Regions from separate parts of the Anser cygnoides genome. Here region 2 is linked to region 1. Evidence: chromatin contacts called from public Hi-C data. All regions are on one chromosome and are shown on one strand. Each heading gives the region's core, a stretch centred on a gene start, on an enhancer-like site or on the middle of the called end of the contact. The rest is flanking DNA. Distances are from core to core; before and after follow the strand shown. Region 1 holds the start of LOC106046091 (probable E3 ubiquitin-protein ligase HERC3). Region 2 holds the start of FAM13A (family with sequence similarity 13 member A).

Evidence for each region. A called contact is a pair of places that touch in the nucleus more often than the background predicts.
Region 2: a contact with region 1 is called in a Hi-C map of granulosa cells, with 3 times the contacts expected there. The contact joins the promoter of FAM13A here to the promoter of LOC106046091 in region 1. A contact is called at or near these places in 4 of 7 Hi-C or Micro-C datasets (granulosa cells and liver).

What each region holds. Positions count from the first base shown.
Region 1 is chr4:68,841,517-68,847,892 of Taihu_goose_T2T_genome, forward strand. It overlaps LOC106046091 (probable E3 ubiquitin-protein ligase HERC3), which reads left to right and starts at 3,278. Exons shown (of 25, transcript XM_066996351.1): 1 at 3,278-3,429.
Region 2 is chr4:69,022,053-69,028,428 of Taihu_goose_T2T_genome, forward strand. FAM13A (family with sequence similarity 13 member A) reads right to left here and starts at 3,186. Exons shown (of 21, transcript XM_048052161.2): 1 at 3,048-3,186; 2 at 289-478. The coding sequence starts at 3,074.

The DNA.
Region 1 (6,376 bases), core at 2,028-4,527:
TCTGCAAGTGCACAAAAGATATATTGTTTGGATTTCCAAATAACCCATCAGAGATTAAATGATAATAGGCTTATTTAGAGCCTGAAGGAATTTCCTTATCATGTATGATGCAACAGCACATGGGAGATTAAATCCCAGAATAACTTTCAAGGCTATCTTTGATTTGTCCTCAAATAAGCCCTGCTTTTATAAAAATAAAAAATAAAAAAAATTTAGAAAGACCTTTCAAAGAAGCAGAGTAGAACACTGTCATATTCTGAAATGACTTCGAGCTCTAAGCTGTGTCTATGTTTCGTTTTTTCAAGCAGTGCTTATTATAAAATATGCAAAGAAATACAATGTGAGTGAGTCTGATACCCAGCTATGAGTTTAAAAGGCTTTACACAGGTATCAAAAGTATATTCAACCTGCAGCAGGATTTTTTTAGACTGTTCTTCTGATCTGAACATCACCTGTAGAGATGTGCCAGAGCCCTGTAGAGCAGCTGATGCAGTCAGTGTGGATCTGGGATGACTTGGGCACCCAGGCAGCTTGTAAGCCACGAGAAACAAAGTGGGTAGCCTTGGTGAAGAGTGTTAGGGATGCCTTCGTGCTGGATTTGCTGCAGAGCAGACACCACGCAGAAATGCCACTTCCACGGGGGCTAGCAAGGCCTCACCTTAGCTCGTGGCAGCCAGCATGGGCAGCTATCCCTGGCTAATCCTCTGAGCTTCTCTGAAAAAAGTCTCTTTCCTGACACAGAAAGGGCTGAAAAGAAAAAATACAGAAGAGTTCATTGCTTCCAGAGCAACACAGAGACTAATGGCCACACAGAGGGATTTTTCCACTCGCTAGCCAGCAGAGAGATGTAGTTCCCCCCCTTGCCTCTCTGATTCCACCTGAAAAACAACAGATGAGGTAAATTCATGGTGCAATCAAACCTGAGCTAGCACGAAGAAATAAACCTTGGGAGTAGCCTCCAGAGGGAGCTGTGCTCAGTAAAGTGCGTGAAACCAATTTACTTTGGCGTTTTTACTATTTTACACGTTTATGAAAGACCAGCCTTGAAAGTTCGCTGTGAACTCGAAATGTGGCCAATTAGCAATAGGTTTGAGCAACAGATTCCTGACCCCTTGGACAAATTCTGGGCTTCATTTCCTCTTATTATTATTATTATTATTATTATTATTTATTTGATGTCTTCCCCTCCTTGATTGCTCAGAGACAAACAGAGGAAAATGAGTGTTAAGGGACTTTTTACAGATATCTCCAAATGACAAAAGAAATAAAAACAAATGAAACAAACATTTTTTTCCTCTACACTTATTCTAGAAGCTGCTTGTAACACAGTAAGTAGAAGCTATTATGTCATAGGTGCAATTGTACAATAGCAAGTAACTCTTTTCATGCTCAACATGCATGACCCATGCAAATACAGAAAGTGAATTTGTATCTGATAAGTGACAGAGTGCATACTAAGTATACAAACACTGGCCTTTTGTGTCTGATGCATCCTTGCAAAGATCTTTACATGGTTTGCTCAAATACTGACTGTCATTTTGAAAAATGAGAATGAAGACCTACAGAGAGTGGAAGCAAGGACAGATAACCTGGGAGGGATACAGAGACATTGTCTGAGCAGCCAGGGCTCAGGTTAGGAAAGCCAAGGCCCTTTGAGAATTAAATTTGTCCAGGCACATCAAGGGCAACAAGAAAGGTTTCTATAGGTATATCGGTGATAAAAGGAAGACTAGAGAAATTGTGGGCCCTCTTCGGAAGAAAGCGGGAAACCTAGTCACTGGGGATATGAAGAAGGCTGAGGTACTTAATGACTATTTTGCCTCAGTCGTCACTGACAAGAGTTCCAGCCACATGGCCCAGGCCCCAGGAGGCAAAGGCCGGGACTGGAAGAATGAAGAACTGCCCACTGTAGGAGAATATCAGATTCAAGACCGGCTAAAGAACCTGAAGTTGCACAAGTCCATGGGATCTGATGGGATGCATCTGCGGGTCCTGAAGGAACTGGCAGATGCAGTTGCTAAGCCACTGTCCATCATATGTGAGAAGCTGTGGCAGTCCAGTGAAATTTGCAGTGGCTGGAAAAAGGGAAACATAACCCCCCTTTTTAAAAAAGGGAAAAAAGCAAGACCTGGGGAACTACAGGTCAGTCAGTCTCACCTCTGTGCCTGGCAAGATCATGGAGCAGATCCTCCTGAAAACTATGCTAGGGCACATGGAAAATAAAAAGGTGATTGGTGACAGCCAACATGGCTTCACTAAGGGCAGATCATTCCTGACAAATCTGGTGGCCTTCTATGACAGGGTTACAGCACTGGTGGATAGGGGAAGAGCAACTGACATCATCTACCTGGACTTGTGCAAAGCATATGACACTGTCCCCCACGGTATCCTTGTCTCTAAGTTGGAGAGAGACGGATTTGATGGATGGACCACTTGGTGGGTGAGGATTTGGCTGGATAGTCGCATTCAAAGAGTTGCTGTCAACAGCTCAATGTCCAGGTGGAGATCAGTGATGAGTGGTGTTCCTCAGGGGTCAGTATTGGGACCAGCGCTGTTTAGCATCTCCGTTGGTGACATGGACAGCGGGATCAAGTGCACCGTCAGCAAGTTTGCTGATGGCACCAAGCTGCATGGTGTGGTTGAAATGCTGGAGGGAAGGGATGGGACCTGGACAGGCTTGAGAAGTGGGCCTGGGCAAACCTCTCGAGGTTTAACAAGGCCAAGTGCAAAGTCCTGTACCTGAATCTGGGCAATCCCAAGCACAAATAGAGATTGGGAGGAGAATGGATTGAGAACAGTCCTGAGGAGAAGAACCTGGGGGTGTAGGTTGATGAGAAGCTCAACATGATCTAGCAGTGAGTGCTTGCAGCCCAGAAAGCCAACTGCATCCTGGGCTGCACCAAAAGCAGCATGGCCAGCAGGGCGAGGGAGGGGACTGTCCCCCTCTGCTCTGCCCTTGTGAGACCCCACCTGGAGTGCTGCGTTCAGCTCTGGGGAGTGTAGTGATAGGACATGGGGGAATGGTTACATATAAGGAAGAAATTCTTCTCTCAGAGGGTGCTGACGCACCGGCACAGGCTGCCCAGAGAAGCTGTGGATGCCCCATCCCTGGAGGTGCCCAAGGCCAGGCTGGTTGGGGCTTTGGACAACCTATCTAGATGAAGGTGTCCTTGTCCCCTCGACACCTTTGTGCGGAGCGGCTCACTCGCGAAATACTCGCTCCCCTCAGCTGGGGCCGGGGCCGTACCCACGCTGAGGGAAGGGACCAGGCCCAGCCCCGAGCAGCCCGGCCCCGGCGGAGCCGCCCGCCGCCCCGCCCGCCGCCGCCGTAGCGCTGCCGGCCATTGGCAGCCCCGCGCCGCCCCTCCCGGCGGGGGAAGGGGCCGGACTTCCTCGTCGCCGCGGCGGCAGCGGCGGGGCTGGCGGCAGGTGAGCGGGCGGGGGCCGCGGCGCGGCGCGGGGGGCGCCCCTCGGGGCCCGGCCCTGGCGGGGGAGCGGGGCCGCGCGTGGGGCCGCCCAGCCGGGCCCCTCGGGGCTCCCGCAGCCGGCCCGGGCGGAGGGGAGGGCGGCCGGGCAGGGCTGGGGGCTCGTCAGCGCGGCTGCTTCACCGTCGGGGGCGGCTGCCCGGGGGGTGCCGCGCCCGGGGGGCGCAGCCGGCCCTGAGGTGGGCACCGGGGGGGGCCGAGGGCCTGCGGTTTAACTCCTTCGTCGTCGCACCTCGCTGCTTCATGCTCTGGGGCCTGCGCTGGGCTGGGGCAAAAAGGGAGAAGAAAGCGGGCTCGGTGACAGAAGGGAGCGGTACGCCCCTTCGTTGTGGGGCTGCTGGAAAAGGGAGCTGAAATCTCGGAAACGACGGGGAAGGGAAAAGGCTGCTCGTGCCCGCCTTGCCAGCTGGCAGGCCTCTTTGTTTAGGGATCGCTCTGTGCCGAGCGGTGCTTGTTGTGAGCACGGTATTTACCTAACTGGCTCTCCCAGGAAGCGTGCAGTCGCTGTCATGGCTGCAGCTTGTGTGTGTGTTCATGTGAGCACGTGAAGAACCTGCCTATGTCATGACAGCTGTTAGAAAAAAGGACAAAAACCATCTTCTGGTCTCCTGTCACGATCTTACACACACTGTCACGGCTATAGCTTATGCATGTGTTCATATGAGCATGTGAAGAGACTACATGTCATTAAAAAAGGAGCAAAATAAAACATCTCCTGTCATGATCTTACGTGCGCTGTTATTATTTTCCAATAATCCTCTCAGCCACCAGGGTTGGTTCCTCACCAAAGGATGTATGCTTAAGCATGTCAGCTGAGTCTTATTATAGCGAGTCTTATTATAGCGAAGATCTCCCAATCACAGCAGTTCTCCTCAAAAAACTCCCCGCTGTACCGCGTCTCCTTGGCTCTAGCAGTGCTGTGCACATCCTTCAGTGATTCAGGGGTGAGTTGTTCCTGGAATGAGGATGTTGGGAACGTTCCCTCCCCCCCCTTTTTTTTGTGGTTACATACAGGGAGTCTGCAAATGAGCAGTCCTGCTGCATTGCATCCGTTCTTATCTCTAAAACATGCATACAAAGCTGGCTGTGCTGTGACCAGTGAAGAGCGGGAATAGGTGCAGCGGTTGACTCCTTATCTCTTCACAATCCAATTTTAAAAAGGGTCAGGAATTGTAATGCCCTAACTGATGCATTTTAAAGACCTTTTCCTAAGGGCTTGCCCTATAAAAAGCTGGATTTTTATCTTTAAGATGTATCCAGCTGAGTACTAGGAATAACATTGAAAACTCAGGTAAGCGAATATGAATTTTATCCACTTTTGTGTGTATATGTGCATGTCTACGTTATAGCCTACTTGCCGTAGAAGCTTTTTATATACTCATTTTAGTATAAGGAGGATATGTAGAAGGAGTTTGCGGTGTAGGATGGCTATTTTGTTCTTCCGCTGATGTCAGAGGAATAACTGCCTTGACCAGAATGGGAAATGAAGCGTGAATCTTTGTTCAAAGCTCTGTCTTTCTGGACACAGCTCCTGCTCGAACACACGATGTATTAAGGCTTGCAGCAGCTTTGCATGCTGTAGTGGTGGTGGTGGGGTGACAGCACAGGGCACAACAGCACATTAAAACAATTGTGGTTTTAGAGATGTGTTATGTTTTCAAAATAAGTAAGATAAAAACACAGCATACCAGGCCATTGGGAAATAGCCGGCTGTGTCTGTGTGCTCAAATGGAAAGTGGCTATGTTGGTTTTCACTCTTTGAGTGGAAAGTGCTGCCTGGAATAGAGCTGCACACGGATTTATCAGCAAAATGTTCAGAGGGTGGGAGGGTGGGACTCAAAAGGACATGTTTGCAGAACTAATCAAAAATCCATTTAAGGTCAGATTTTCCACAGTTTCTGGCACACCTCATTGTCTGTTCTAGGGATTGTTAGATTTTAGGTGCTTCAGAAAATCTGACAGCTAGCATGAATGGGTTCTGAGCTTCTTTGAGATGTCACCCTAGTAATTCATATGAATCACTGGGAGTCTGACCTCTTCCTACTTCAAGTTATGTCTTAACAATGGGAAAAAACATCATTTGCTAATTGCACGCACACCCCCTGCCCAGTACTGAAACTGCTTGTGTGGAATATTAACACAAGGAAATTAATTAAAGTATTTTTAGCATTTTAAATGAAATTAGCATCTGGAAAGAAGACTGTGACCCACGGGGAGCAGACTGTTCAGAAACCTTTTTAGAAAGGTATCCTAAATTAATATTTAACTCATGTTGTACAATGTCACTGTAGTTCAGGTTGTAGAGCGCTGAAGTCTTTTCAGCTTTTCAGAGGCAACGTCCGCTTAGAGCAGCAAGGAGGGCGATCTGTGGATCTTCAGGGTTGCTCTCATTGTGAAGCACCTTTGCAATAAGGTGGTTCCCCAGGATGAGAGAAATGGTAGCCTCAGATTTTTTTGTTGTTTCAGGTGTCAGGCTTGAAATGCTTCTGTGCCTTTGTGTTGTCACCTGCAGGAAGTTGCTTATGCTGTTTTTTGCGGTGTTTATTTTTTTTTTTAGGCGGAACATGAAGTTCCCTATAAATATAGCAGTTGTGTCATTTGAAGCATAAGCACGTGCATGACTTCAGTATTACTGCGTCCCACGGCATTCCTATTCCTGGTGTAGGAAATAGTGTAACTAGCACAGAGGGTGTCTTCCATGGGCTGTCTGAGGGCAACCAAGTGCAGAGTATGTGCAGCAATGGGTTTGCCAGCTGGACAGAGCCTTGTAACCTCCTGCTTTTTAAACTGGGGGTGCCTTGCAGCTGGCCTGTGACAATTAATTATATGTGGGGGGTGAGTGAAACGGGTTATGCGAAAAAGGAGCAGAGGCTCTTAGAAATAAATGGGAT
Region 2 (6,376 bases), core at 1,936-4,435, 180 kb after region 1:
CAGAAACTGTGAAATAGTTGAATGTTTTGCAACTAGAAAATGACACAAAGCTTCAAAATGAAATATGCTCCATTTACAAAACTGAACAGCTTACTAATGAGCATGTGGTGTTTCATAACACTGTAGTTTATAAACATCCCATTAAATAGTAAATTCAGCACCAGGGATGGAAAAAAGAAACAAATCACATGTGGTTACCACCACAGTCCTATTCAGGACAAAAAAAAAAAAACTTTTCCCTTTGAAGAGCCTTACATATAGAGGCAAAAGTAATTTCATTAAGCTTACCGTGCTGGGTCAGGTACTCAACTATATTCCACACAACTATTGGGATGCCGTTCTTGCTTAGTCCCTGCTGCTGGAGCTCCAGAAGACTCACACCAAACACCTTTGGACGGGTTGTGTCCTTCTGCTTGTTCAGTGGAAGTGAGGCTATCTTCTTCATGTCCTCCTTCAATCTCACAGCCGATTTACTTTGCTTAAAGAAGCACAGGAAAAATGTGCATTAGTCTTGTTTGCTGCAGAAGGTTGCATGGTTACAACATGAGCATATCCATCAAAATTGACTTTTATTTTCCAGAATAAGATTTTGGTCTTACTTCCCTTTAATTCATAGGAAAGTCATTGTGAAGTAGAAAAACATAACTGAGAGAAAAAAAAAATAGAAGAGTAACTAACTGGAAGAGAGTGTAAGTAGCATATAATTATGATAAAGGAGAAAGATACTTTTGTACGCAAGCTTGTTACTAGAGTAAGAAGTAACTTTGACTCACAGGAGGGTGCTTTTGTAACTCATGCAGTTCAGGGGACTTGCAAAAAACAACTGGACAAACACTTACATGAAAAATCCCAATACAACATAATCAGTTCAGGGTGTATCCAGAACACCTGTCAGTCTTTGAGGGTACTCTAGGGAAGGTTCACTGCATCTTTCTTCTAAATGCTATTCCCTGAGGATTCATTTTGGCCACTGCCAGCTGAGATGGACCCTTACAAAAGATTTTATGGTATGTTTAGTATCTGCTAAGTCTGCAATTTAAGTACAGAGATTTCAAGGTTAGCAGGGACTAGGTAATCTAATCACACCTAATATGTGGGGAAAGGACCAGACCAGCTTCAAATGCAAACATCCCATAGCTTCTTCTGGAGGCACAATATACATCTGGAAGACATTCTCACAAGTTTTGAACTGCAGTGGCAGAGAGAACATGAGACAATATTCAATAAGACCCGAGGGAATAGCATAATTTAGGATTAATTTTGGAATGCTGAAATCTAAATAGTCATATGGTATTATTGGTTTGGAAAGACTGCCAAAGGCAGAACAACATAACCCACCATAGTCGTGACTTCCATACAGACCTAAGCATCATTTCTCTAACACAGACAAGCAGAATAGAATTCAGTAAACCTCACTCAAGAGGAAATAAGTTTTTCTACTGATATTTCTGATGTTTTCCCCATGTTTCTGACATCACACTGCTGGAACAGTGGGCCACTGATACCACGGAGTTCAGGCTATTAGTTTAAGAAGTCACTACTAGTGTGATGCATAAAAATCAATATATTCCTACAGTGTTTTAGTAACAAATAGGCAGTAGAAACTTTACAAAAAAATTACAATATTCTTTATACATAACACAAGGAACTGCTCAGACTCTTGCCTGGGTCTTGGCGCTTGACTGCATAAGGACAAGGTGTATTTTTTTTTTTTTAAACAAATACTTAAAAATTCTTCGTTGATGACATGATATTCTTACTGCAGTTTGTAATGAACCTGAACATCTGCACAGGGTTGCTATTATGCCTGACTGTCCATCCAGATATAATAAAACTGGCAGTTCATTTCTTCTACTCTGCTGTACCTTTCCCGTTAAAAATATACTCCTGGAGTACGTGTAGGTTCTATAGTTCCAGGTACTATGCAACACTTATCTGATCTTTATGAAACACGTTACTTGTATAAATATGTTTTTTTATTTGTGAAACATCATTACAATATATAAATAAAACCAGCATTACAGTGAACACCTTTTTAATTCTTTACAGTAAACACTACATGCCTAAATTATTGAACTACAATTTGACCGACTTGTTAAAATATCTTGTCACGTATCCCTTTTTAAAGGAGATGTTCCCATTGGGGGTTAAATGGGTAATATATGGTTTTCACTTCAGGCGGATACATGCCAAAGAAAAAGCTACGTAGCTTGGGTTCAATTCACAAGACAGCAAAAATCCTGAGCAGTTTACAAGCAGCCGTGGTGCTTAGGGAACTTTTCTAATCAAGGCCTCCAATTACCCCCACAAAAAATCTTGCTCAAGTGTAGGGTTCCGGCCTGTTGCCATTTTAGCGCTTAAAACACTGAGCCACAGAGCTGAAATTCCTCGGTCAAACTCATAATTTACATCTGGAAGACAACCGAGAGACATTTCCCGCGTCTGCAGGAACAGAGGAGTAAATTGTTAGACTCCTTTTGGGATCTGGAAAGGGTATGTTAACCAGGGAGAAAAAAATTAAGGGTAATTATCTCAAATATACACTTAATCAAAATCGAAGTGCCGCCTCACAACAGTTCTGAGCATTCTCTGTTACATGACCTCAGACAAGGAAGATTTGATGCTATAACAGGAAGAGTTGTCAAAGCATGTAACTGACTGTAACTGACCACGGAGACTTAGGAAAGTAACCCTCACAGCCCCCGCATGCCGATGCCGTACAGCACAAAAGCAGCACGGGAGCTGCCCGGGACGGCGTGTTTGCAGCTCACCCAGCCCAGCCTTACACAGGGCGCCATGCATCAGCTGCTCGCTGGCTAAAAGTGCGAAAAAAACCCTTTTTTTCACCTTCCCTAAGCACCGCTTGGAAGACACGCGGGAATGACGAAGGAGCTCCGGGGCCGTGCCGGCCTGTCCCGTCTCCCAGCCCCACGCGGGACGGGCTGAGGGCGGCCACCCCACCGCCTGCTCCCGCTCTCCCCGGCCCGGCCGCGATCCGCCGCCGCTCCCCGGGCAGCGCCGCCCCGATCCCCGGCCGCCCTACTCACGCAGATGGCCAGCGCCCCGGCCCCCATGCTGCCTGCCCGCCGCCCGGGCCCGGCTCCCGCAGCCCGCCCGCCTCCGCTGGGCCCGGCAGCCCCCTCCAGGCCGCCGGCCCGCCCCACCGGCCCGCCCCTGCCTCTGCCCCCGCGGCCGGGGGGAGCAGGGCCTGCCCCCTGCTCCTCACGCTGTCCGCTGCCCCCCCCCCACCCCCGAGAGCAGCCGGGGGGTCTTGGGCCTGAGGGGGGGGCTCCCCCGGCCTGGCCGCCACCCCTCCGACGCCCCTGGCTGGGCAGGGAGCAGTCTGGGAAGAGCCAAGTGTCAGTTTTGTTGCCACAAAATCCACTTTGTGAAGTGCAAGGAAAATCAGTAGGGCCCTTTGTGTTGTTAGGGAGTGTGCGCTGTGTAGGTCACGACTGCTTCTGGTCCCCACACACCCACAGGTTAACAGAGCCGACCAGCGCGACGTGAGGTCTATGTAGGACACATACTCCTTTGCCACGATGTGAAGTCAGCGTCGCAAAATATACTCTGCCAAGGAAGAATCCATACTATAACCAGCACTCTGCTTGTGAGTGGCAGTTCGATGTGGTACAATATTGCGCCTGAACGTAAAAAGTGTGGAATGCTGGAATTAATCATAACCCCACCCCACCCACCTACGCCCCTCAACCCCCTGGTTTTCCATCTAGGGATACAGTAGTGAAATAAGAGAAAGGTTAAAGCAAAAAGGGGTGGAAAAACCCCACAGTGCTTGCGACTGCCAACAGTCACATCATACAAAGAGTCCACGTGCCAGCAGCAGGAAGAAGAACTAATTCCCCAGCGTTCCACCGTGTCTCACCTCAGGCTGGAAGAAGGGCTGGTACTAGAAATTTAAAGAAAAGCATGAAAGTATGTTTCAAAATTGCACCGTAGAGTTGTGCAGTTTCAACATTTGACACTTTTTTGTGGAAGAGAAGCACATACACATACTTATTTCTGTATCCTTTCAGGTGCAAGTGTTACTCGGCAGTGCCTTAGCATGTGAGTAGAAGACAAGGTCTTTGGGAAGTCTGCCTCTCGGAAGTACCTGCCTGTGGTATGGGAAGAAAAGAAAGGCTGTACAGCTAGAGAAAAATTGAGGAATAAGAACATTTTCCTGGAGGCAGATAGGAAGGGACTGAACTATGTGTCAGATGGAAAATGTTACCTGCAGATTTCAACTTTCATTCATAATGTATTTTTATTAGGTGTTGTAATCAGAATTTCCTTCATACTCAGTTTCTGTTTCTTGTCTAAGCTCAGTTAAACCAACCTAACCCAAAATGATTACTTTCCCACTTTGTATAGCAGCAACTTAGACTTTGGTTTTAGCATTTTCTAAGTTTCTTAGCATTTTCTAAGTTTCCTGCTTCCTATACTGTGGGACTCAGAGTTGATGTAACATCCTCCTCCTCCTCTATCACCCTCTCTACAGTAAGCCACTGACATGCTTTTCACATAAATCACACAAAGCTATGTTCTTAGTCTGAATCACAGCTCCACAGCAAAACACAATGACATGCTTCAAACTGTAACCTGGACAGAAAGTGACGAGAAACTGACGCTCTCTGGTAACTTTTGGGGTGAAGAGTTCAGACATGAACCTATAGTGAACAGCAGCTACAGCATTAAGGCTTTTATAAACAAAATTTCAGAAGTAGCGTGTACATTCTTACTTTATATAATGCAGGAACAGAATGCAAGCACCAGCAGCACCCAAGCCAGTACTCTGGCTAATGTTTTTTTTTTTTTTTTTTCTCCAACCACAGCTGAGGGATGCTTGCTCAAGTCAGGAAATTCGCTCTTCTATGAAGTCACTGGAACACTTTGGGATACATCATATTTTCTCTGAGTTAATAAAGAAGCTTCTGTACTTGCTGAAAGTCTTAGGAGAGGTGAAGGCTCCTATGTGACAGAAGAATAGAAATGAGTGAAATGTCCTCATCGCCTTTGTCCCAACCTAACTTTTCCTAATCAGCACCAAGCACGGCCAGCTTCCCCTGTGAAGGGCATACTAAGATTTAGCTGAACTTTTCCTTATCCCCAGCTTAGAAGTGGGTGGATTCCTTCCTGAACCTTCCACCCTTCCCACAGAGACATGCTTCTTTATATCCTCATCTCCCCAGTCTCCTTTCACCAAACCACTGCCATTCAGGATGACTGTGTTGGAAAGAAAGGTGTTGCAAATGTGGAATGCCTGGGACTGTAGAAATCGCCCAAGACATGTTGTGGTGTCTGACTGTAAGCTGCATCCTACTTTGGAAACCTTCTCTGTTTTCCTGTAAGCAATTCCAAAACCAAAACAAAACCATAGAAAACAAAACAAACAAACAAATCAGAATTAGTCATGTCTATGACAGGAAAACAAACAAACAAACAAAATCCAAAAATCCAATACTAGAAAATCCCTCATTATGCTGTTTCATGTTCTCTGTCTAAGGTGTTGTACCAAACCACCACGTCAGAGTTATACACGCAAGCAGAAACAGCAAGTTCCACAGGGCTAATTTTGTGTTTTTCTATCTTGCTGTCAGAGACAACACTACCTTTTGCTGTCTTTGCTGTCTCTTTTATACCCTGGAGGAATTTTATACTGCATGGGTGAATATTTGTGAAACTTATTGTAAATATGTCTAGAGTGCTCAAATCAGAGCAAATACATTGTGAAAGATAGATGAAGGCCTATGAGACTCAGAAGCTGAGTATCATTAGCTTTTATGTCATGTCATGTCATGCCATGCCTACCCACCTTTGATCACACAATTGTTGCCTATAGTTCTCAGCTATACTCCTACCATCCCTGTGCAAGAGTTGCTTGATGACTTTTAAAACTACCTACCTTTTAAAGGGGACTAGCAGAATACTTTATTTGGCTGAGATACACACCTACACCAGATACTCTCTAACTCCACATAATAGCTAAAAACAAATGTAAAAACACTATAAAGAACAGACTAATAAAATCATGCAATGAATCAAGAAAGAAAGAAAAAAAATCCCCTTACACTTGTTTACAAACAAGACATTTGACCTCAGATGTTGAAACAACATTCCCAGAGGGAAAGAACAGCGAGGATGCCGTTAGAAGTCCAAAGGAATTTCTTCACGCCACATCTGTGAATAATCCCATTATCCCTGGTATGCAATATGTTGCTTTAACCTGACCATTAGTCATCATTTCTACCGTGACATCAGAGTATAACTCCTTTCTTTCCTGGCTGGCCAAGTAGCCAGCTACAGGGTGCTTGATGTGACCTTCCAGCCCACTCACAAGAAGGCCAGTCCAAATAAATGTGCTTTGAACGTCAGCACT